Linked DNA regions of Mus musculus: regions 2, 3 and 4 are each linked to region 1. A link is a contact called in public Hi-C, HiCAR-type and HiChIP or PLAC-seq data. All regions are on one chromosome and are shown on one strand. The core of a region is the stretch at or near the end of the contact, and the rest is flanking DNA. Distances in the headings are between cores, read along the strand shown.

What was found. Hi-C and Micro-C count contacts between places; a contact is called where the count stands out from the background. HiCAR-type assays count read pairs that join an accessible place to other places. HiChIP or PLAC-seq counts read pairs in DNA pulled down with a chosen protein or histone mark.
Region 2: a Hi-C map of double positive thymocytes shows a contact between it and region 1, with 3 times the contacts expected there. The contact joins two enhancer-like sites. A contact is called at or near these places in 1 of 39 promoter capture datasets (liver), 1 of 484 Hi-C or Micro-C datasets (double positive thymocytes), 1 of 115 datasets of contacts at active chromatin or transcription factors (double positive thymocytes) and 2 of 9 other capture datasets (liver and pancreatic islet).
Region 3: a contact with region 1 is called in a HiCAR-type map of astrocytes, with 4 times the contacts expected there. The contact joins two enhancer-like sites. A contact is called at or near these places in 1 of 39 promoter capture datasets (hematopoietic stem and progenitor cells), 1 of 15 datasets of contacts at CTCF or cohesin (large pre-B cells) and 2 of 115 datasets of contacts at active chromatin or transcription factors (astrocytes and embryonic stem cells).
Region 4: a contact with region 1 is called in a FOXA1 HiChIP or PLAC-seq map of pancreatic cancer cells. The contact joins the promoter of Tnfaip2 here to the enhancer-like site in region 1. A contact is called at or near these places in 1 of 39 promoter capture datasets (hippocampal neurons), 2 of 484 Hi-C or Micro-C datasets (the G1E-ER4 cell line and myocytes) and 3 of 115 datasets of contacts at active chromatin or transcription factors (T-cell acute lymphoblastic leukemia, pancreatic cancer cells and stem cell-derived neural progenitor cells).

Annotation. Positions count from the first base shown.
Region 1 is chr12:111,687,200-111,693,017 of GRCm38.p6, reverse strand. No RefSeq gene overlaps it. Among named protein-coding and RNA genes, the nearest start is that of Gm51961, 4.6 kb to the left of the region's middle. RefSeq lists an enhancer at 1-1,047. Within about 2 kb of position 1,262, at least 131 of the 459 cell types and tissues checked have an H3K27ac peak or open chromatin away from gene starts, as enhancers often do. A contact at or near this core is called in T-cell acute lymphoblastic leukemia, astrocytes, double positive thymocytes and 3 more, where this site is marked.
Region 2 is chr12:111,848,923-111,854,636 of GRCm38.p6, reverse strand. The region is part of intron 4 of Ppp1r13b (protein phosphatase 1, regulatory subunit 13B); the gene reads left to right. Among named protein-coding and RNA genes, the nearest start is that of Zfyve21, 38 kb to the right of the region's middle. Within about 2 kb of position 1,451, at least 61 of the 459 cell types and tissues checked have an H3K27ac peak or open chromatin away from gene starts, as enhancers often do. A contact at or near this core is called in double positive thymocytes, where this site is marked.
Region 3 is chr12:111,510,965-111,517,396 of GRCm38.p6, reverse strand. No RefSeq gene overlaps it. Among named protein-coding and RNA genes, the nearest start is that of Gm40578, 11 kb to the right of the region's middle. Within about 2 kb of position 2,651, at least 60 of the 459 cell types and tissues checked have an H3K27ac peak or open chromatin away from gene starts, as enhancers often do. A contact at or near this core is called in astrocytes, where this site is marked.
Region 4 is chr12:111,439,372-111,445,671 of GRCm38.p6, reverse strand. Tnfaip2 (tumor necrosis factor, alpha-induced protein 2) reads right to left here and starts at 3,011. Exons shown (of 12, transcript NM_009396.2): 1 at 2,989-3,011; 2 at 389-743; 3 at 1-165. The coding sequence starts at 728.

The DNA.
Region 1 (5,818 bases), core at 13-2,512:
TTGTGGGCTGGGGCCTTGCAGGGTCTTGGTGGAGCTTCCATGGTAAAGGTCTGGTGACCAGACCTAGAAACTCAGAAACTGCCATAGGCAGGGATGACAGCCAGACAGCCACAGGATGAGGTGAGGCACAGACCATAACAGCGCCCTACACCTTTGTCTCAGGCAGGAGCCAGCAGGAGCCAGGAGTATTGGGGCTGCCTTGGTCTGGGCTTCTGGGCTCAGTCAGGTAGGGCTGTTGCTGAAATTCCTTCCCGAGGAGAGACTCAACATCGTCCCCTTCTCTTTCGGTCCTAATGACAGACAAATCACGCCACGACTCTGCCAAAGTTCACTCTAGGGAACCACGAAGTTTATCGGCTTCCTTACAGAACACGGGTGAGGGCCCCTTACAGGGATGTGAGCGCTCCTCTCCCAACAGGGTGTAACTGGAAAGCCTTTCCCAGCAGGAGCAAGGAGGCCCTCTCCCGCGTCCCTGATCTATATACTAAAGCCGCTCCTGAGGCCAATTAAGGCAGATGGCTACTCAGATAAGGGGCTCCTGATTCTCGCTGCCCTTCCAGGAGTAACAGTCAACAATCCCAGCTGGGGCAGTCATTTTGCAGGGTGCAGGGTGTGGCGGTTGCTTGTTTCTAAGGATAACCATGCACAGCCTGGCGTAGTGGCGTACGCCTTTAATCCCAGCACTCGGGAGGCAGAGGCAGGCAGATTTCTGAGTTTAAGGCCAGCCTGGTCTACAAAGTGAGTTCCAAGACAGCCAGATCTATACAGAGAAAACCTGTCTCAAAAAAACCCAAAACCAAACCAAACCAAAACAAAAAAAGGATAACCATGCACAACAGGGAGCCCCTGTGGAAGGCCTGATGGAGGCATGGGCCCACACACAGGTCAGATCCTGGACTCAGGGTGTCCTCCATGCTCCCCTCTCTGAGGGTGCAGACGCAGGAGTGCACGAGAAAGTCCAGAGTGGCTAGACACAAAGGCAGAAGTCGAGGTAGTGGGTAGGGCAAGTTGGTCACCCCCAGACAGGCTGCAAGAGTCCTGGTGAGGGGCTGGCCAGTGGCCACATTTAGCATTGAAGGGCCCACAGCCAGTTGCCTGATTTCCTGCAGAATCCATAGCAGAAGCAGGAAGGCAGGGACAAGGAGACACTGGTGCTCCATCTCCCTCCCCAAATGTCCGTCCCCTTCCTTGTTGCCTAGTGCCCTGAATGTCCACTGCTCCTGTAACTTAGCAACGAGCCTCTGTCGCCCCCACTGTCTCCACCCCACAGCTGGCCCTACCACCCACAATGGGTGCCTGCATTCCTCAGCAAGGCCAGGACCTCAGCAGGCCCAGGCTTTCTGAAGAAGCCAGATTGGGGGAGGATGCTTATTTACCCCGTGTGTGTGTGTGTGTGTGTGTGTGTGTGTGTGTGTGTGTGTGTGTGTGTGTGTGTGCTGTAGCTCAGAGTGGCCAGTGATCAGTGTGACAAGAGGCTGACCCAGCAGGCTGCCAGGCCCTTGCTTCCCACCAGGGGTTGGCTCCTTGCACAGTACTACTTCCTGTGGTAACTGCACACAGTCTTCAGAAATCTCACCACATTCCTGCTTCCCCGTGACCCCATTGACACCCTCACTCTGGGCAAACACAACACTGAAACAGGATGTGGCTGCATAGATGCCTTAAAGTGGGGTTGAGAGAGACTGCCAAGTGCCAAATTAGTCTGACAGGTACACGGGCTGGTCAGGATGCTCAGAGAAAGGCAGGGGATGGGAGAGTTCCCCAGTGCACAAATCAGAATGCAGAAAGTGGGCTTCTGGCAGGGCACAGCTCTTGCCTGCATTCAGTGCTCAGAGGCAGAGAAGACTGTAGGTTCCAGCCAGTCTAGTCTCCATAGGGAGCCCCCCCACATAAACACATTCTTTCAGGAGGGACAGACCAGACCTGAAGTTGGCAGATGGGCCACAGAGGTTCTAAGAGGGACCAGAGCCTCCAGCATTGACCAGAGAGGCCAATGTGGGTGAAGGGTAGCTCCAGGTCCCTTCTGCAGGCTCTACTCTGCAAGGCTAGGATGCTTTGATGTTTGATCCTGACTTACTTGGAGGAGAGGAAGATGGATGAACATGGTGACCTGTGCTGGGGACAGGGCCACCCCAAGCTTTGCTGTGGTCCCAGTGATGAAGGACTGGAGATCCTGGAGTTCACCAACTAGAGGGACTCCTGATGAGAGTGAGGCTTGGAGCAGGGATTGCTGGGAGTGATTACCACACAGGAGCCACAGGGGAGGGAAGCGCCTAAGGAGCTGCTCTTGCCTTCCCAGACCTGCCCAGCATCAGGTCAGGGCCTGGCTTGCTATGTCTCTACCAACCCCCATGTCACCCTGCACCCAGGTTATTCTGAGGCAACCCTCAGCCACTATATCCTCCCACAAACACCATAAGCACCCTGAGAAAGTTGGCTTTCAACACTCAGGAATCAATCTACTTCAGGTTGGGCAGCGGCGGTGGCAGCTGTGGCGCACACCTTTAATCCCAGCGATTAGGAGGCAGAGGCAAAACAAAACAAAACAATTAATTTCAAGTTTCCCGGTAGATGCCTTATGAAAGAAAGCACGTGGACACAACATGGTGGAGAATATTATTTGGGAGGCAGAGTCCTGAGGGTCTGAGATATACCAGACCCCTCTAGGTTTGACTTTTTTGAGACAAAGTTTTCTCCATGGCTATCCTGGAACTCTGTAGACTAGGCTGGCCTTGAATCCATCCGTGTCTGCCTCCTGGGTGCTGAGTTTAAAGGTGTGCACCAACACGTCTCTGGCTAAGGCTCTGTCTCAAAAACCCAAGCAAAAGACCAGCTGGTTTGTTCACCTTGGGACTATGAGGTCCTTGCATGGCAGAGCATGCAGGCTCTCTACAGGGTCCCCAGTGCCTTTGCAAGATGGAGCCAGCAGCAGATAGCAATCCTGAGAAGTGTCTGAGGGGCTCCAAGGTGCTTCTCTCCAGACTGAACGACCAAGCAGTTCTGAGTGACAACAGCCTCAGGAGCAATGGGTCTCTCATAAGTTAATAACTGCTTACTGTCTGGAGAAACACAGACTAGGAAAGCTCGTTTGAGGAATTCCAGGTCTTTCCACAGAGGCTGCCAGGCTTAAGCCTTCTGATGGTTAGTTAGTAGAGCTGGTGTGGGTTCCTGGGCCTGGCAGAGGGTTTCTGGGTGGGACATGTGAGTACTTCGGTGGATGCTTCATGCCAACAGTGAACGAGGCTGTGGCTTTTCCTGCTGCCTGGCGTGAGATTCACCCTGTGACCTAAGAAGCTCTCAGAAGCAAACACTTGTGCAGGAGGGGCACATCGGTTCAGGCGGCACCTCTCACAGGGATAGGCCAGGATGAACTAGGTATTGGCAGCACGCCCAAGTGGAAGTATGGACCTGGCTTCCAAAGTCCTGTGACTATACCCGCTCCCGAGGCTACTCCGGAAGGGCAAGACCCAGGAAAGATAGGACATAATAGATGGGGTAAAACACTGTATACTTCCAGTAGATGGACAGCAATGGGATATGAGTTTCCCTGCAGCTAAACCACGGAGGGAACCAAGATTTCTCACGCTAATATTTTTTTGGAGCCAATGAAATTGCTTAGCAGGTAGACACTTGCAACCAAACCTGGCAGCCTGAGTCAGTCTCTAAGACCCACACAGTGGGAGGAGAGAGCCAGTCCTCACAGACCATCCTTTGACTTCCACACACAACCATACACAAATGTACACACACACACACACACACACACACACACACACACACACACACAGGCAACCTGACTGAATCCGACTGGTCAATAGTTTCTTGGAATGGACACTGCTGGAGCACACAGCCTCCTAGCCGTGTCTGGAGAGGAAGCGGGAAGCTGTCCCTCTGTAAGCATAGATTGGGTCAGCTAAGCAGGTGGATGTCCTGGGCCCAGGAGGATCTGGTGTAAAGTCCTACTGTGAGTGCACACCTTGGTACTGCCAAAGCCAGGAGAGACGGAGCTCAACTTAAAGGTACAGACCTGTTCTCTTAGGACATCAGTCCAAATGGCGAAAGACATTGCTGTAGGTCTGAGGTCACCTTTGTTCCTAGATCAAGGAGGCTCAGAACATAAGGCTCTAGCTGAGGTGCTTAGGACTCATCAAGGGGCAAGATCCTGGAAACTGACCATGCAGCCTGACACTTGTTTGTTTGCTTGTTTGTTTTGGTTTTTCGAGACAGGGTTTCTCTGTATAGCCCTGGCTGTCCTGGAACTCACTCTGTAGATCAGGCTGGCCTCGAACTCAGAAATTCACCTGCCTCTGCCTCCCAAGTGCTGGAATTAAAGGTGTGTGCCACCACGCCCGGCGCAGCCTGACACTTGTACATGGCACATGAGAGTAGGTAGGCAGAGGTATCTGGATGTGTGGGCAATGTCAATGAGGCTATGGAGGGCCGGGGCCACAGTGCAGCCAGGGGAAACCTACTGGAGTCTTACAGAAACACGCTTGGGTAAAGCTAGGTAAAGAATTTCTGAAGTTCATGTTGGGCAGAATAGGACAAGGGGCTGCCTCAGTGAAGTTCACTGGGATCCGAGAAACTTACACCCCAAAGTCCTTAAGGAAAAGCTGCACAGTCACTATGTCATCCACAGAAGAGGACAACAGCAGGTACCACCTGACTCTCATGACACAAAAGGCTGGGCTGTTGAGAGTGTGGGCTGGGGGAGGGGCAGACAGGTCTAGGATATCTCCAGGATAGAGAATCCTTATCTTCAGCCGTGAGGGGTACAAGGCTGCTTTGGTTTGAGCAGGAGTCTGGGGGTGGGGGGTGTCCTAGGAATGGAGCTAAGGATGGGCAGGAAGGTTTGAAGTGGCCAGCATGGCGGTGGGAGTGGGGGGTGGTCAGAGGAGGGAGGCTTGTCCATGGAAAAACAGCTTCCTCTCCCATCCCCTCACATTCTTCTAAAAATGTGCCCAAGCCTGCCTCCCCCCTCTTTGAAGGGACAGATGTCGGGGGGAAAAAGCTGATTATTGTCAAAGGCTGGAGGCTGTGACCGGAGTGCTCGGTGAGCGTGACCCAATTCTGAGCTATTCTCAGCCTGGTGGGAGCCAAGTTATTCCCTCCCGCTGAAGATCCCGCCTTGGAGGCAGCCTGACTTTGAAACGCCCTCGTCCTGGCAAAAGACTCAAAGCAGGCTGGCCAGGCTGCTCTGCATGGACAGGGCCATATTTGCTGATGACCCCCATGCAGAGCCCACGGGCTAGGCTCACTTAAGACACACAGCAGGGCAAAGAAAGAGCAGCAAGGGCTTGCTCCTCTTTCTCCCCAGATCTGCTGTTCCTTCTCTCATTCCCCAGATCTGTCTAGGCCAGCCATGGGGTACGCTTCAACCAGTGACTGGGGGGGGGTGTCTATGGACACAATGAGACTAAAGGCTTGGCCAGCACCAGCACAGCTGGGCTGGGACCTACTGTACCTAAGCTCGTGATGCTGGCACACGTCCCAGGAGCAGGAGAGGCAGCCAGCGGCAGCAGGCTGACATTGGCTCAGCTCTACCCTGAGCCTTGCAAGAGAAGGTCTGACCGCTGTTTAGTCCTTTGTGTGTGTGTGTGTGTGATGTCACATGTTACCCAGCATGTCTAAGGCAGCAGCTAGTGGGTATGTATACCTACCTGGGAAATTGGAAAGGTCAAAAGAGAGGCTGTGTGCTCAGACCCAGGCCAGGTAGGACTTCTGGTCAGCTTCAAACCACAAGAAACCAAGGCAAACGCCTTCATTTTCTAGAAAACTAACTGCAAATCTTCCACAGTCCTGAAGATTCAAGTGCCCC
Region 2 (5,714 bases), core at 202-2,701, 160 kb before region 1:
GTAATAAAGGGAGAAGGCTAGTATTTATAGGTCTGTGATGTTTTCTTCCTTGATAAAATTGTTTATATTAAGAGAAAAAAATTTAGACGTGAAATTAAAATTAAAAATGTGTTTATGGAGCTGGAGAAATGGCTCAGCAGCTAAGAACACTGACAGCTTTTCCATAGTATCCAGGTTCAATTCCCACCACCCACATGGAGGCTGACAACCATCTGTGACTCCAGTTCCAGGGCATCCACCACTCTCTCTGGCTTCTGGGGCAACTGCATTCATGTGATGCACAGACATACAGGCAGACGAGACAGACACATAAAATAAAATAACTTCTTAAAAAGTGTGTTTGTTCCTTTTAAAGAGCTTGTAGTTAGAAGAAAGTCTGAGATCCTGTCGAGATCTCAGACTTACATTGCTGCAAGCATCACATCAAAGATGGTTTGTATGTCATGGGATCTAAGACATTCCTATGTGACTGTGACTGTACCAGCAGCTTTATAGCATGCATCCCTGCCTTTTAACCCTGTGATGCACTGCCCGGTGAAGCACTTCATTGTCTCCAAAGCACGTATACATGCATTTTTAAATTAACAAGATGTTAGAAATATCTTCCCCACAATTTCTGGGTTCCGGATGGAGCAGTTGTATCTTTAATGTTCTGCTGTGAGCTGAGACAAGAAAGAGATCAGGTATCAGCTTGAGGGAGAAAGGGTGTGTTTGGAGTAAGACAGTATGCTGGACGTGAGTCACACCCATTAGCTGCTCTACAGCCTGCAAGTCAGTGGGACAGGCTGGTCTCGGTGGTGGGTGACTGCTATAAAGACTTGGTTACTCTGTGTGCCTTGTGTGCTGCTCTAAGGATCATGGGTTCTTTGATTGAGTACGAGTGCTCATCAGCGTGACTCACTACTCTGAAAGGACACAGTGCATGGAAAAGCATGATCCTTGCTAGAGTCCTGGCTGTCCTTAGTCCAGCTTTGCTGAAAAAGCCACTCCCACAAGGCCAGTTGATTCTGTTTCTTGTAACTGGTACAAGTGTAGCCCATATTTAGGCCATGGTCTATTTTGAGCTAATTTTGGGTATGGTATAAGGTAGAATCCCAAATCCACTCTTTTGCATTGTTTTATCATTTGATAAAACACACTGTCCTTTCACCTAAATTGCCTGACACTTGATCAGCTGAATATAAAAGTCAAGATTGACTTTTGGAAACAGTTACTAATGAGGTCACTCAGTGTTCGTTTTCCGTGTGGTACTGAGGACGTGGTTATTGCATGTCAGGTAACAGCTGTCTAGGAAACTACGTTCGCTACTCTAGCAGCAACACAGAGGTGGGGTCAGGCCAGGATGCACCTGCTTCTGAAGCAGCTTTTGCTTAGTCTGCGATCCTTGCTGTGGGTGGATAGCTGTTATTTCTTCTCCTTGCCAGCAGTTCTTGCCACACCTCTGCCTGGGATGCCGTCCAGGGTCACCTCCGGCTCAGGCTTTGCTCAGTGCATCTGGCCCCCAGCTGCTCCTTCCTGTACAGTGTCGTCTCCTCTTACACTGCTTTGTATGGGTATTGCATGATCTCAGGAAGCTCTCTGCGTTCATTCAGTGGATTTGGGGTATAGGGAAATTAGGAATAAGTAGTCCCCTGTTTATGAGTGAGGCCATCTAACTTTATTCTGACTTTGTCAGACTTATTGATTCTGAGGATCAGCATCTATTAATAATTCTACAAAGGTCCCTATAGACATTCCATTCCCTTTTTCCTGTTGGATCTTGATTAGCTACCGGTCTTGTTTTGTTCTTCCTGGCTCTTAAATGTCTTTTGCTTTGTGTTGTATTCTGCATTCTTTAATAGAGACATTTTTCAGCCAATGAATTTGTCTTCAGCTATATTCAAACAGCTATTTGTCTGTTTGGTTGTTTAGTACATATCAGGTAGTCTTAATATTTGTAATGGAAAAAAAGACAAAGTCCAGGAGGAAATACTTGAGACTCATATGCTTGACAATTAACCTATGCTAATTACTTATCACTAAAGATAAAGAACTCTGAAAACTCAGTAAGTTTTATTCGTGTTTTTATTTAAAATTTTTTATACATTTTTATCATGTATTTCTCCTCCCCAGCTCCTCCCAGATCCTACCCACCTAACTTTGTATTCTCTCTCTTAAACCTCTCTCTTAACAAATGGGGGAAAAACCCACAAAACAAACAAAAAATAATAAGACAAAAATGCCAAAGTGCAACATAAAGTTCACCAAAAAAAAAAAAAAAGTGGCATTTATTTTGTGTTTGGAGCATGACCTGCCCTGTAGAGCTGTTGATATACCCAGTGAGAGAAAACTGATTTTCCTTAGCCAGTGGGTATCAATTGTAAATAACTTCTTGGTTAGGGGAAATAACCCAGTTTTTAAGAATTGGGCATGGGTTCACCAAGGGAGATCCATGAATGCCTGGTTAAGCACATGGAATTGGGTTCAACATCATTAATGTTCAGGAAAATACAAACAAAATCATTTGAACATCCGATGCTAAAAGGTACACATAGCAAGCTTGATCTGGTGTGGAGAGGAGAGGCAGGAATCCGAACGCATTGCTGGGTGGGATGTGGATGCTGTAATCTGCAGAGCACTTGGCAACTTGGAACAGTTTATGTCAGTCTGCCATATAAACCACATCCTGCTCCTGAGAGAGAAGCCAGTCTCTGTGCAGACTTGTGTGTGAGTGGCTGCAGCAGCTGCTAGAGGCCATAGCCAAGACAGGCAAAGCCTGAGGGCAGATGCGAGCTTTGTGTTCCTTTTGTTGCCCAAGGCTCTGCCTTCTGGTGATTGTTCTCTTTGCTCAGTGAAGCTTTTCGAATGGAAAAACACCCATATGCATAAAATAAACTAATTAGAAATTTAAAATAAATATGTTTGATCTTGTATTTAGATGGTTACCATGAGTGTAGCTCTGGGTGTCCTATCAGCTATGATCTTGGAAACAGTCACTTGCTGGTACTTTGCTTATGGTTCTCATTAGAATCAACATTCACTGGGTTTTTGCAGCAGGGTCTTTTCTGTGGCCCTGGATATCCTAGAATGACTCATAGAGGTCTGCCTGCTGGGATTATAGGTATCCTCACCGTGCCTGGCACTGGCTAGCTCACATTTTCTCTCGTTACATATTTGTTTGCTTGTTTTATGTGAATGAGTGTTTTGCATGCATGAATGTCAGTACTCATGGAGGCCAGAAGAGGGCATCAGATCCTCTGGACCCAGAGTTATAGACAGTTGTGAGCCACCATGTGAGTGTTGGGAACTAAATCCAGGTCTTCTGCAAGAACAAGTGTTTACAATTTCTGAGCCATCTCTTCAGCTCCTCTTTTTGTTTCTTTTTTGTTGTGAACTATCCATACAGAAAAAAAATGTATAAAATGTACAATTTAAAGAATTACTCAGGACTAGAGAGCTGGCTCAGTGGTTAAGAGCACCGACTGTTCTTCTGAAGGGCCTGAGTTCAAATCCCAGCAACCACATGGTGGCTCACAACCATCTGTAATGAGATCTGATACCCTCTTCTAGTGGGTCTGAAGGTAACTACAGTGTACTTACATATAATAAGAAATCTTTAAAAAAAAAAGAATTACTCAGAGGCTGTTGGGATTACTGGTCAAATGTAGAATTTCTGAACTTATTCTTTTTAAACCAATCCTATGTTGTTTGTTTTAGCTTTGCAGACACTTAACACAGATGTTTAGTGAAGGTAACTTTTAAACTTCTGCTGAGATTTCACAGGTTGTTTTAGAGAAAGAAATATAAACAAAAAAGCAGTTGTATTAAAAATACAACAGAGGGCTGGTGAGGTGGCTCAGTGGTTAAGAGCACTGACTGCTCTTCCAGAGGTCTTGAGTTCAAATCCCAGCAACCACGTGGTGGCTCACAACCATGTGGAATGGAATGGAATCCAATGCCCTCTTGTGGTGTTTTTAATCCAGCAGAAGTAGAGCAAGGTTCCAAAGTAAGCTGTGGTGCAGTTAGCTGCATCAGAGTCCCCAGAGGGTGTGCAGTTAGCTGCATCAGAGTCCCCAGAGGTGGTGCAGTTAGCTGCATCAGAGTCCCCAGAGGTGGTGCAGTTAGTTAGCTGCATCAGAGTCCCCAGAGGGTGTGCAGTTAGCTGCATCAGAGTCCCCAGAGGTGGTGCAGATAGTTAGCTGCATCAGAGTCCCCAGAGATGGTGCAGTTAGCTGCATCAGAGTCCCCAGAGATGGTGCAGATAGTTAGCTGCATCAGAGTCCCCAGAGGTGGTGCAGTTAGTTAGCTGCATCAGAGTCCCCAGAGGTGGTGCAGTTAGTTAGCTGCATCAGAGTCCCCAGAGGTGGTGCAGTTAGTTAGCTGCATCAGAGTCCCCAGAGGTGGTGCAGTTAGTTAGCTGCATCAGAGTCCCCAGAGGTGGTGCAGTTAGTTAGCTGCATCAGAGTCCCCAGAGGTGGTGCAGATAGTTAGCTGCATCAGAGTCCCCAGAGGTGGTGCAGTTAGTTAGCTGCATCAGAGTCCCCAGAGGTGGTGCAGTTAGCTGCATCAGAGTCCCCAGAGGTGGTGCAGTTAGTTAGCTGCATCAGAGTCCCCAGAGGTGGTGCAGTTAGTTAGCTGCATCAGAGTCCCCAGAGGTGGTGCAGATAGTTAGCTGCATCAGAGTCCCCAGAGGTGGTGCAGTTAGTTAGCTGCATCAGTCATCAGAGGGTGTGAAGTTAGCTGCATCAGACTGGTGCCAGAGGTTGCAGGAGGGAGCAGGAGTGATCAGAGGCCTCCGGAGACAGTTAGAGGCCACTACACTGAGAGCTTAGATTAAATCTCTTTTTTGAGACAGTTCCTGTTACTGTCTAGGGGTCTTGATTGGGTTCATCTTCTCTGCCAGGTAAAGATTAAAAGAGAAAATTCTCAACCACGGCAGGGGCAGCAGGGGGCAGCAGGGGTAGCGGCTGATCTCAGACAGCAGACAGCAGACACGCTGAAAGAAAGGCTGTAAGGGGTGAACACACACACACACACACGCGCACACACACACACACACACACACACACACGTGCACACGCGCGCACACACACGCACACACACCCGCCCCCGAGTCTTTCCTGGAGGACTGAGGGTTCTAAGGGTCTCTGAAGGAGGTCTTCCTTCCTCAATTAGGGTTGTTGAGTTTGAACCATGACAGAGAGGCTGATGGGTCCATAGCTGTGGGGTAAAGATCTGACCTTGAACTTGCAGGACCGACCAGTCCATAGTCAGTACCCACAGGAAGTTCACCATCTTTACTATCTAACTCTTGCCCGCGCTGGACTGGCCAGCAGTAACGACGTTGCAACAGGATCCTTCTGCACACGTTTATTGGGAGAGCTTGATTGCAGAGGCGAAGAGACCCTGAGCCCAGAGCTGGTGCTGCTTATATAGGCCTAGGAGAGGCGTGTCTCACACCCGGATTGGTTATGCACTACGCCTCATTTGCATGTTCCTCATCTGATTGGCTACTCTCTCTCTGTACCTCACAGAGCCTCATTATCATACCTCATTTGCATGTCTCACATCTGATTGGTTATACTCTCAAAACCTCATTATCATGCCCGGGCAAGGCAGTGTCTTTGCAAAAAACTTTACTGCATATGTACACATTGGTTGTTTGTCCAAACTTATGCGTGGTGGCCAGCAGTAGTCAGTGCCACTCTGCAACGGCACATGTGGCTTCCCACATC
Region 3 (6,432 bases), core at 1,402-3,901, 180 kb after region 1:
GGTTTGAACCACAGCACCACATAACGAAGCCACTGTAGTATGACATGTTGGAATCTAAGCCAGGTAGAGTGAGTGGCTCACACCCATAATTCTCACATTCCAGAGGATGAGGCAGGAAGATTTCTTGAAGTTCAAAGCCATTCTGTGGCCACATGATGACTTCCAAGCCAGAATTGTATAACAAGACCAGGATCAGAAAACAAATAACAAAACCAACAACTTCCCACTAAGTGATGGCTGCGTCCTTGGGGCCTCTTGATATTCGTGTATCTGTGAGGCTGTAACCCTGGGCACATACTGATTTTAAATGACTGCATCATCTTGGGTGAGTTGCATCTGTCCCTAATCAAACTCTGCCAAGGTCTCCTTGAGCTGTCACTTCCTCCTCTGCTTAGCACCTGCTTCTTGCTGACTCAGAACTGTTCACTCCCCCGTACGCATCCTTTAGTGTTCTTCATGTGTGTCTGTGGCCAGTAGTGTTACTGCAGCGGGAGGTTAAAACACTCAGTGTGTCTGCGTCTGTCTGTGGCTTAGTCTACTACTGCAATTATTGAAATATTTCCACTTCTCTACCACATTAACTGTTAGAGCAGTTTGTTCCACCTTTTCTATATATTTTTTTTAATTTGGTTTGTTTTGTTTTTGAGACAGGGTCTCCCTACATAGCCCTGGCTGTTCTAGAGCTCTGTGTAGATCAGACTGACCAGCAACTCACAGAGATTCACCTGCCTCTGCTTCTTGGGATGCTGGGATTAAAGGCCTGTATTACCACAGTGGGCTTCTTTTTTGTTTGTTTTGAGGCTAACATAGCCCTGGCTGGCCTTGAATTCAGACATCCATCTGTCTCTGTCTCCTGAGTTCTGGGATTGCAGATGTGAACCATCATGTCCAACTCTTTTCTGTCGTTCTTCCTGGTCTTCTGGTGTTTAACACCCGTGGGATAACCCATGTAGAGCAAGAGAGACGCCTACCACAGCCTTCCTTTTCCCTCATTGCCTCAGCTTCTCAGTAACACCTAGATGTTTCTCTTTTTGGCCTTGGTCAGGGTTTTTCTATTTCTTCAGTTTAGTTTGTGGGTATGATGGTTAGTCTGTCAGCTTGGCTGAGCTAACAGGCACCTAGCATTAGTGAAACTCCCCTGTATGTCTGAGGGGGACTGATTCCAGAGAGGAGTACCCTGAAGGACAGTGACCGAGGACAGTCCCATAACGAATATGGGTGGCATCTTCCAGCCAGTGGCCCAGATAATGAGTTCTAAGGAGAAGCAGTGCTGAGGGTACCTCCCTTTGCTGCTTCCTGATTGGCTGGAGTGACCGACACCTGCTGACTCCAGACTCCAGCTTCTTCAGTGGTCCAAAGTGGACTCAAAACCAGCCGCTCTCCAGGGACTAAATTCTCTAGGCTTTAAGCACCTCTGTGGGAGCTCTGAGGCTCCCAACTTCCCAGGTTAAGAAGGTTCTGGGTCCTCCGCCTCTCCAGAGCACAGAGAGCCATTGTTGGACTCCAGTCATATTATATAAGTCAACTTCATTCATTCATTCATTCATTCATTTATTTGTTTATTTCAAGATCAGGTCTTACCTAACCTAGGCTGGCCTTAGTGTAAACTCATTTGGATGGCTTTAAATTTTTTTTTCTTTTTTTTTTTTTTTTTTTTTTTTTTCAATGCTGGCTGTGGTGGCTTACAACTTTTATCCCAGCACATGGGAGGCCAGCCTGGTCTACTTTGTGAGATCTTGTCTCAAAACAAAACAAACCAAACCAAACCAAAAATAAACAACAACAACAACAAATATTACAACATAAAATCTTTACCTTAGTGATTGGTAGACGCTTGGAGCAGTGGCTCAGTGGTTAAGCACTTGCTGCTCTTCCAGAGGACCCAAGTCCAGTTCTTAGCACCCATATTAGGCTCCCAGCTGCCTCTTAACTCCAGCTCCAAAGGATGCACTGCCCTCTTCTGGCTTTGGAGGGAATTTTCACATATCACACACACACACACACACACACACACACACACACACACACACACACACACACACACACACACATCTAAAAACCCAAAAGGATTGAGAGAAAGCCTCTATTCAAAGCAGTGTCTCCCAAATGCCAGCCAGGATGAGAGGTGCACGCCATCATGGCTGCCTGGGGCTTGTGTGCCTTCCCTACCACCTTTCCTAGCACTCCCTATGTCTTCTTGTGAGATGGGGCCACATGTAGGTCAAGCTGGCCTCAAGCTCCTCTATCACACCATGCCCCTCTGAGGACAACCTGGGTCACCATGTCTGGTTGGCGCTGCCCTTCTCTCTCCATCTCTTGCATCTGGCACTTTCAGTTTCAGTTTCTGTCTTCGTAGTCCTCCTCCTCCTCCTCCTCCTCTTCCTGTCTTAGTCCTCCTGTTCCTAGGAGGCTTCCTCCCTGCGATCCTCCCATCTGCTGATGTGTGCCTTGCTGTGCCCAGTCGGCCCTTTATTTATTGCATTCTGAATTTCCTGCTGTGTTTTCCGAGGCTGAGCTTTCTTGCTCGGTTCCTTTCTCCGGTCGCCCTCTTTCCTATTGTTATTTGTGGGTTGCTAGTATCTCCCCTCACCCTGCCTGCTCTGCTTAGTCGCCTGGTCCTAGCATTCCACTGCAGCCAGTACAGTGTGGAACACAGTCCATGCTCCATGTCCTTTAGACTAGTCCTGCCCTGTGTGGGCTGGGTACTTGGCTTTGCACACACTTGGAGACATCAGCTACTCTGCCAGGCTTGTTCAGTGGGGTGGGTGGTTGAACCCAGACTATGCCTGCAGGTCAAGGTCTGCTTTCCCTAGGGAGGGAGACTAGGTCAGCTTCCAAAGAAGGATAAAAGGTTGGCAGTATCCTCAGGAGGTCAAGCGGCCTCAACCAGGCCACCAATAAATTATGGGAACAGGATTGACCATCGTGACTCCTCACGGCTGCCAGCCTTAGTATTCTTGCCACACTAGGTCACTGGCTGTGGGAAGTGTGGATTTCCTGGACCATTTACATTCCCTGGAACTCGAGAGGAGGGAGGTGAAACTCATGCCAACACACACCCTTAGATTTGACTGGCCTGGGCCTGTCTGTGTTCCCGTTTCTGCGGTGGTAGATGAAAGGCCAAGGGGACAGTGACCTTGGCTGTTATGTCTGTCACAGCCTCCTTCCTACTTCCTGATGTGTCTGTCTTTTGCTTAAGGGTCATGCCCTCATTTGATGAGTGTTATGATTAAAACAGAAAATTCTCCTTCTACCTTGCAGGTCTCTGAGGATAGAAAAAAAATCAGGTCACGGGGACTGTATAAAATGCAGGATAATTAAGGTTTAAAGCATACATCCTTCTGCAGATGGCCTGGAGCTTGAAGGAGAGGCCATGAGCTGACTGGGTACTGCCAGCTTGGGGCTGTGGCCTTTGGAGAATGTTGGCACCGATCTCCTCACCCAACCCCCCGCCCTTGGGAAAAGCAGCCTGACCTTGCTATCCAGCCTTACTGCTTCAGAGAGTAACATTTAAATTCATCCCCACACTTCCCCAACTGCCCGGGAGATGTCCTCTGTCAAGTCGGGAATTTGGGTCAGCTGTTCCTCAAAGAAGTTCATAGCCCCAGCAGCAGTCAGTGGGTAATGTTTGAGGAGGGTTGTCAGGGGTGTGTTCGGTGGCAGGGGTAGGCCTGGAGAAGGATTGGGTCACAAGCTTAGCCTCTTTCTTCCTTCCTTTCTTTCTTTCTTTCTTTTTTTTTTTTCTTTTTTTTTTTTTTTTTTTTTTTTTTGTATTTTCAAGACAGGGTTTCTCTGTGTCATTCTGGCCATCCTAGAACTCGCCCTGGAGCCCAGGCTGGCCTTGAACTCAGAGCTCCACCTGCCTCTGCCTCCTGAGTGTTGGGATTAAAGGCGTGCGCCACCACGCCCGGCTAAATTTAGGCTTTTTTTTTTTTTTAAGATTTATTTATTTATTATATGTAAGTACACTGTAGCTGTCTTCAGACATACCAGAAGAGGGAGTCAGATCTCATTACGGATGGTTGTGAGCCACCATGTGGTTGCTGGGATTTGAACTCAGGACCTTTGGAAGAGCAGTCGGGTGCTCTTACCTGCTGAGCCATCTCACCAGCCCAAATTTAGGCTTTTGATATCTGCTTTTTAATTTTACTTTTTGGTGAGTTATATTGTTTATTTATTTATTTTTTGTTTTTGAGGTAGAGTCTCATGTAGCCCAGGCTGGCCTCAAATTCACTATGTAGCTGAGGGTGACCTTCAACTTCCTGACCTTCCTGTCACCCTCTCTAATATCGGGATTACAGTGTGCAGACAAACCTAGTCTATACGACCCAACCCAGGGACGCACACATGCTTGCTGAGCACTATCACCTGAGTTACAGCCCCAGCCCACTTTTTCTCAGGCGCTAAGACAAGGTCTCTCTATGAAGCCCAGGTTGTCCTTCAACTCCGGATGCTTCTTCTGCTTTTGCTCCTGAGAGCTCAGATTACAGCAGGCATTACAGGCAGCATTATCCCTTGTTTGTTCCAGCCTCAGCCCGAGGCAAGCATCTACCACTGAGCTCCAAAGACAGCTCTTGGCTTCCCGGCACGTGGTTGCTGTGGTTGCTAAACTATGTTGCCCAAGCTGGCCTTGAACTCTTGACTGCCCTTCCTCTACCTCCCAAGTGCCGGGTTTTTAGTTATGCACACCCATATGAGGCTTGGTATTTGCCCTCTCTGTAATGCTGTTATTGACCTCTCAGAGTGGCATGTTCTAAGCATTGCCATCGCCAGAGGATATAGAGAAAAAGGCCACGGTAAGCCGGGCGTGGTGGCACACGCCTTTAATCCCAGTACTCAGGAGGCAGAGGCAGGCAGATTTCTGAGTTCGAGGCCAGCCTGGTCTACAAAGTGAGTTCCAGGACAGCCAGAGCTATACAGAGAAACCCTGTCTCGAAAAACCAAAAAAAAAAAAAAAAAAAAAAAAAAAAGGCCACGGTAAGGTGTGGCATGTAGGGGGACTTCTGTGACAGTTACATGCCACACAGGTTACTTGACCAACATGTACAGCTCTGTGCTCTGTCTGCACCCCATAAGCTCACTCACGAGTCAAGGCCTTCATCCCCTGTGGAAGTTTCTTCAGCCCAGTGTGTCTTCCTTCCTGGATAAGGAATAGAGACTGAGCCTGGGTGCTAGATTTCCAAATTTCCAACTGACCTGCAAGAGGGGACCCCCCCAGAGGTCTAGGTGGGGAGGGTTGCTTGGCTCCCAATATCTTCCTTCCAGAAAATTGGCCCTATTCATAGGATGTCACTGTGCTGTTGTGCCTGGTAAGAGGCCCAGTTGTGTGACCTCAGACCCCTGTCTGCTACTGTCCTCAAGGCCTCAGTGTCTTCTGACGTGAGAGTGTGTACACGTGATTCTTGAGCGATATTGTAAAGTGTACATCTTACAGTGGGCCACACGCCTTTGAGAAAGCTTTAGAGGGGCACTGCCTTGGGCCCTTCTGTGTGTATGGTGAGGTGTATGGATGCACATCTGTTCTTCGGCAGAGACTTCTCAGGTGGGAAGAATCACTTGGGGCTCCTTGCTTATTGCACATTGCTCTTAGCTGGGTGCAGAGCTAGCTGGTGGCTCTAGAAGGGCCCGAGGCAGATCTCACCACGCTTCTCCAGGGCCAGGCCTCAGTCAGGGCCACCTAAAGGGAGAAGCAAAGCCAGCGGTACTGCTGCCTCAGGTCGGAGCCTTGATCTCAGAACTCCTGGAGGTTGCTCTCCTCCTGGAGGCTGACGTCAAGGAAGGGGCTCAGAGCGAGAACGGCTTAGCTCATTGTGGGCCTTACTGGGCATCCTTTCCTTGGTGGGAGGCGGTGAAGAAGGCTGTGAGGGGCCAAGGCTGGTGAATGGTGTAAACTCATGCTATGTGGGAGTGGGGGAATGGGGTGCTGTGTGTGGGGAGACCCACAAGTTCACATTCCTAGGTGTGTGACTTCCCAGCGCTGACTTAGTCTTTTGTTTTCTTTCTTTCTTTCTTTCTTTCTTTCTTTCTTTCTTTCTTTCTTTCTTTCTTTCTTTCTTTCTTTCTTTCTTTCTTTCTTTCTTTCTTTCTTTCTTTCTTTCTTCCTTCCTTCCTTCCTTCCTTCCTTCCTTCCTTCCTTCCTTCCTTCCTTCCTTCCTTCCTTCCTTCCTTCCTTCCTTCCTTCCTTTCTTTCTTTCTTTCTTTCTTTCTTTCTTTCTTTCTTTCTTTCTTTCTTTCTTTCTTTCTTTCTGATACAGTATCCCTCACTAAATTTAGAGCTTACTGATGGGATGAGCTTGCCTAGCCAGCAACACCCCAAAATCATCCTGTTGTGCGGAAAGAAAACGGTTTGTTTTGGAATTGTGCTGGACATTCACAGGAGCACAGTAAACAGTTGCACTGAGTCCTTTGGTTGTCAAGGTCACCTTTCCTTGG
Region 4 (6,300 bases), core at 1,762-4,261, 250 kb after region 1:
CGCAAAGCAGCACGTACAGAGCCTCCACCTTGCTCTGCCGCCACACCAGCTCCTCGTTGCTCATGCCACCCGCCGCTGCCGCAGCCTCGAGCTGCCTCTCCAACGCCAGCACCTGCCAGGCCACCTCCAGCCGCCCGTGCTCCAGGGCCTCCTTGAGCTCCTCCACTGAAACCCAGAAACCCGAGTCAGGCCGACACACACCCGCAGGGACAAGAGGAGGCTGTGGTCCAGGGACGAGGCCAATGTCCCATTCAGGACCGCAGCAGAGAACCCCCTCTCCCAGACTGGTGGCTCGCTTGGCTGTCCTGGCTTATGAGTCCCCCTACACTGCCCAAACCTGGACCAACCCCTTCCTTCCGTTCCAGCCCCAGCTGCGGCCACAGCCTACCTGTGGGCAGTGGACCATCTAACTCGGGCCTGGGCTTGGGCTGCACTTCCAGATCTGATAATCTGGGCTGGTCCTTTTTTTTCTTTTTCCCTTTGGTGAAGACACTGAACATGTTGGCCAGTCCTTTGGACTTCTTCTCCTTCTTCTTCGCAGACTCCTCCTCCCCATCGGGAGCCTCCGGGGATGGCATCAGGTCCTCAGAGGACGCCTCAGACATGGAGGTCTCTGATTCAGCCTCGGATGTAGAGCGTGGCTTTTGGGGGCTTACAGCGAAGTTCAGGGTCCCTGGCACAGACTGCTGGCCAGGAAACCCTTGGAAGAAAGTCACCATCTTCAGCATCACCCTGGCTCAGGCCTGCAGGTTGGAGATGGGAAATGAAGACACCAAAGGCCACAATGTATGGACCTAAATGCACAGCTGCTCACAGCCCAACAGTGTCCCCTCTGTTTTCTCCAGTAAAAACACCAGGACCCCTCAACTCCTGGTCCCCAACCCTCCCCACACCGTGCCCACCAGAACTGTATGTAGTACTCAAAGCTTGTCTCCCTAGGCAAGGAAGAGACTGGAGGCTCCAGAGCTTCCAGGTTGAGGGGCAGCCTCTGCACCTTCTCTGACTCCACCAGACTCTGGGGGCGGAGACAGGACAGGATGATACCCCTTGGGACAGCAAGAACAGGTCTAAGAGTTCACAGCCATGCAGTGGTCACAGAGTCTAGCACCTTTCCTCCTGAGACCAGCACCCCCTCCCTCTGCCCCCTTTCACGGGTCTTTATTTAGTTTTGGGATCACAGAAATCTACCACAAGCAAAGATACAGCTGTTGTCCTGGGACCACAAGAGGAACTGAGCCTGTCCCTTGTAGTACGCTGCTTTAGGATTAGGGGGTCAGACTTCAGACCCTGGGCAAACGACCCCAGGTAACCTTTTACTCGTGAGCAAAGCACAGGCCTTCCTGAAGTCACACAGCAGCTTGAGTGTGGAACCCACACTACCCGCTTTGCAGCCTACCCTGCTTGTTTCCAAATGGGGTGATGCAATTTCCCAAGGCCTTCTGTTTCCCCTCCCTTCCCGGGTGCCCATCCCATCCCATCTCTCCCCAGCAAGTATGTTATTTAGCTTAAAATAATCTTGTGGTCACTAGCTTGAGCTTGGAGGCCAGAGAACATCTCCCTCAAAGGACTGGCTTTTCTCAGGCCTCCACATCCCTGACTGTGTGTGTGGATTGTCAGAGCAAGGAAGACCACCCGAGGAAGCAGGGCTAGCCTGGAGGGAGGGAGCAGGCAGGAGGAGGGCCTTTCTGGTAAACGGTGTGACCCATTACCAGGAGGTGGCTTCCCTGCCCCATCCTTCAAGGATAAAAACCCCAAGCTGTAGCTTCATTTCTTCAAAATGACCTGGCGTGATCCAGGAACAGCTCCCGGTAAGGCAAGTGGGAAGACCCACCATCACGAAGGAGAACCCCGGAAACTGCGGAGGGGAGGTGCTTGCCCAAACACAACACACTTTAAGGGCCCTTTCCCACACCATCTCCGCCTCCACCAGCTCAACTGCCCAGGTTCGGGATAGATTCCTGAGGGGCTTATCTCATAACTGGGGCATGGGTAAAGCACCCTGATTGGACAGAAAGCCTGGGCTCCTCTACCCCAGCTCTTATCATCCTCACCAGGTGCCCTGAGCAGAGAGAGCCCTCTCTCTCGTTAACCTCATGAGGCCTGAGATAGGGCCAGGCAGTTTTTAAAGCCTGTGCCAACCTATCCCACTCGCATGGCAAACACCCATAAGGGCTGGCCTGGCTGATGGAGCTGCTGACCTGAATGTCTGGCCCCAGTTGCCCTTCAGTGTCAGAGGCTATTGGTATAAAAGGGAGGAGCATCTGCGGGCTCAGCTACACTTCTCACCAGGATTAGGGCTAAACAACATTCTTCCTCAGTATGTCTCGGTTTTCCCGTTTGTAAAATGAGAACGAGCCCTCCCCTCACTCCTTTCTCAGTGCTGCTCAGAGGATGTGGCAAAATCAGAAGCCTGGCACTGGGTGGGCCTTAGAAAGCAAGTTCCCCTGTATCCCTGACTGCAGAGGGGAAAGGCAGCAGGAGTAATGAGATGCTGTTTAAAGCATCACCAAGCCGGGCCCGCAGAGGCACGAAGGGGTCTCAGAGACACATGGGAGGGCTGCATCTGGTGGCTGGATGGTGTCACCTCCCTCAATTCTAGACACCACAGAGAACCTCACTGATCTTGCAACTAACTTACTGACTCTTGCCCCACAAGAGATCATCCGGACAGGGAGTCCCGCGGGTGCTGGGACCTTCCTTTTGTAAACCCGAGACTCCCTCACTTTTGTCCCAGTCCCTACAACACTTAAGAAACTTTCGCTGCGCGCGGGGATTCCGGACCCTGGTGTGAGGGGCTCAGAGTAACGCCTGTAAGTCCCTAGCAGTGCGTATGCTGGAGGTCAAGGGACCTCGAAATATCCCGCCCGCGTCCCCTTGGCCACTCAGGGCCATTCCCCCGGCGAATCCTGTCCGACACTCTGTGTCAGGACTGGAAGGGAAGCTACGTAGAGCGGCAGGGACAGAGGCACAGCGGCAGAGGTCACTTACTGTGTCCAGGACAGGACGCCTTAGTCCCGACCCTGGAGGGGCCCTCCTAAAATAGTCGCAGGCTCCGCCCAGACTCTGCCTGCTCCACCAACCGCAACCGCGGAAAATCCGCTGGCGGACGCCTCGGCCCGGCGAGTCCAGTGTTGGGGGCGGGGCCGGGCCGGTAGAGAGAGGGGCGGGGTCACTTTGCTGTTCCCAATAGCCTGGAAAGAGTGGTCTTGATGTGCGTGCACAGGGAGCCACGAGTTCCGCTTAGCGGAGAGCTGTTGTCGCACCACGGTCTCTGATTGGCTACCTAGCAGGGGCGCACGCACAAAGCCTCTGTCCCGCGTCACACAGTCAGCACCTACTTAGGTCTGGGGAGTGCCCTCTTCCATCTCAACGCCTCTGCCAAGTGTTGTTACCGCTCTGAGCACCCCTGTGTCCTTGAAAGTCTGGAAGGAAAGCTTCCCGGAGGAGGTGTCCTAAGGCAGCTGGGCACACGACTGGTAGTGGGACCTCTCAAAACCTCTCATCACCAAGCCTTGAGTGATGGGGCCCATCTTCATCATTATCCTGAGGTTACACAGAAATGACAGACAGCCCTCACCTGAGCCTCCTTCTCCAGGGCTCCCAGTGACAAGATTTTCCAGGATGGGGCTGGGGGTGATCCTCAGCACTCCCTTCTGCGGGCCTTTTCTCGGGGGTCTTTTCTCGGGGGTCTTCCCACCTTGGGGAAGGTGGGGTTGTAGGCTAGTGTAGAAAGGGGAATTTCTGCCCTCTGGAAGATGGGCTCACTCAGGAATTTCCCTGCTAGACACCAGCTTCTTTTTTGCCTCTACTTGGAGCTCGGCTCCTCCCCATCTTTTGTTTGGGCCCTCTCTTCTTTCCCTGCCTGTCTAAGCACAGAGCTTTGAGGAAAGAGGGAAGGGCAGCTGAGTGGGTGGGTTATGTTAAGGGGTTGTCCCTGGAAACCCAGAACTTCCTCTTCCTCCTGGGGAGCAGTGGCCAAGTGCCAGGTTTAAGAAGACTCTCCTCCATCCTATACCATGGTAGGTTGTAGGAGGCAAGAACAGAAGGCTGCCGGGCGGGAGTGGTGCACACATTCAATCTCAGCACTTGGGAGGCAGAGCAGACAGATCTCTGAGTTTGAGGCCATCCTGGTCTACAGAGCAAGTTCCAGGTAGCCAGGGCTACGCAATGAGAGCCTGTCTCAAAACTCAAACCGCACGCTTCCTCTTCTCCCTGAGGTCCTAATGGGTGATATTTCTATTGAGCCTCCAGGGTCCAAGCTGGGTGTTGCCTCTGCTCCACAAGGGAAGACAAAGACCCTAGGACTGTACCCACAATCCCATCCAAATATAGAAAGAGGATGAGAACCCAGGCCTTCTACTTCCAGCCTTCTACCTCCTAGCGGCCTCTCGACACATCGTATGACCTCCCCAGAGTATCCAGCCTCCGCTCTATTGATCCAGCTCCAGATTTCAAACAGATAAGGAAATGGTTGGGAAACTCCACAGGTAGGATTGAGGGACAGAGGAGTCAGGCTTTCAAGAACCCACATCTGTTCAGAGCCTATGGGCTCTGTGGGACAGATGTTGGACTTCCATTCTTGCCCCATGGTGCCCACAGCAGCTTGCTCAGAGCATAGTCAGTAGAAGCCAATGCCACCCATCTTGCATGTCAGAGTTTAGGATGAGGGTCAAAGGTCCTCTGTGAATTTCCCAACACAAAGGAAATTTGAAAACAGGGCTATTTGGATAGCTGAGGGCCAAAGATCGGTTGATTCTCGGGGTCAGCGATAGTTTAACTATTTTTCATAGTCCCCCCCACACCCCCGCCCCAATCCAGCCAAGAAATGGATCCCACAGGATAGAAACATTGGATCAGCTTACCTGGTAAACTGCTATCCCAGCCCCGACTCTGGCACCTGAGAGTTGGTGCAGCAGCCAGGAGTAGGCTGGCAAAGGTTCCTAGCCCAGCACAGAAGCTCTGCTGGCCAGCACCTGGACAAGAGCCTGAGTGCCAGGATGACAGGCATGCACCATCACAGGCTCTCTCTCTCTCTCTCTCTCTCTCTCTCTCTCTCTCTCTCTCTCTCTGTTTGGTTTTCAAGACAGGGTTTCTCTGTGTAGCCTTGGCTGTCCTGGAACTAACTCTGTAGACCAGGCTGGCCTCGAACTCAGAAATCCACCTGTCTCTGCCTCCCAAGTGCTGGGATTAAAGGCGTGCGCCACCACTGCCCGGCTACAGGCTCTCTTTTTATTTTTTAAATTATAATATATGCATAATAGTGAGTTACCGTTTTAACAGTTTTGGGCGTTCTAGCTAAGTGCACCAACACTGAGGTACAGCTGCAACCACCCCCATCCACAGAACTTTTTTTCCCCACATGGTGTATCTGCATGTGAGTGCAGGTGCTTGGTAGTCCACAAGAGGGCGTTGGATCCCCTGGAGCTGGAGTTACAGGCAGTTGTGAGGCTGCTCAATACGGGTTCTGGGAACTAAATTCGGGTGCTCTGCAAGTTCAGCCAGTGCTCTTAACGACTGAACCGCCTCTCCAGCTCCACACAACTTTTTCCCCTGTAAAACTAAACACACTGTTTGTCTCCATTACACAACCACTGCCCATTCCCTTGTATCCCTGCATTCCTGGTACCCCATTCCATGGCTATGTCTGTTCCATGGATCCAGTGAGTGGGTGGATACAGCCTTTGTGCCAGTGTGGTGATGCTTCGTAAAGGAAGAAAGACTAACTCTTGGTGTCATTTACCCAGGAGTGGACCTGATTTATCCAAAAGTGTTTGAGTCTCTTCCATTCTAAAAGTCTACTCTAGAATAAATCTAATCTAAATGAAATCTAATTTGAAAGTCCTAATCTAAAAAGGGAGCCCTGAATCCAGGTCTTTCTCCCTATACTGAACAGCTCAGCAAATGTAACAAAAACAAGCAGCCCTGTTTTGTGTCTCTTATAGGAGTCACAGAAGGGAGAGAAATCGTGTTTTTCCTGGCCCTACTGACTCACAATAGTTCACAAAGTCACATTCGGGTTTATCAAGCTATAATCACAAGTTGCTTGCAACACATTTCATGGTGGGAGGGTGGGCATTTGGGGGGTGGGGTAGGGCTGGGACTTGTTTACAGAGTGGCTCACTGCTTCCAGCAGTCCAAGACCCATCTCACGCACACACATTGTTTTGAATGGGTTTGCTGTGCAGCAGTTTACTCAAGATTAAAAGCTTCAGTTAGGGAGGGAGGCTCCTAAGGACCAGGTACACTTGCAGGGAGGTGGGACAATAGGATGTTCTATGGAGACAAGAAGTAAACAACTCA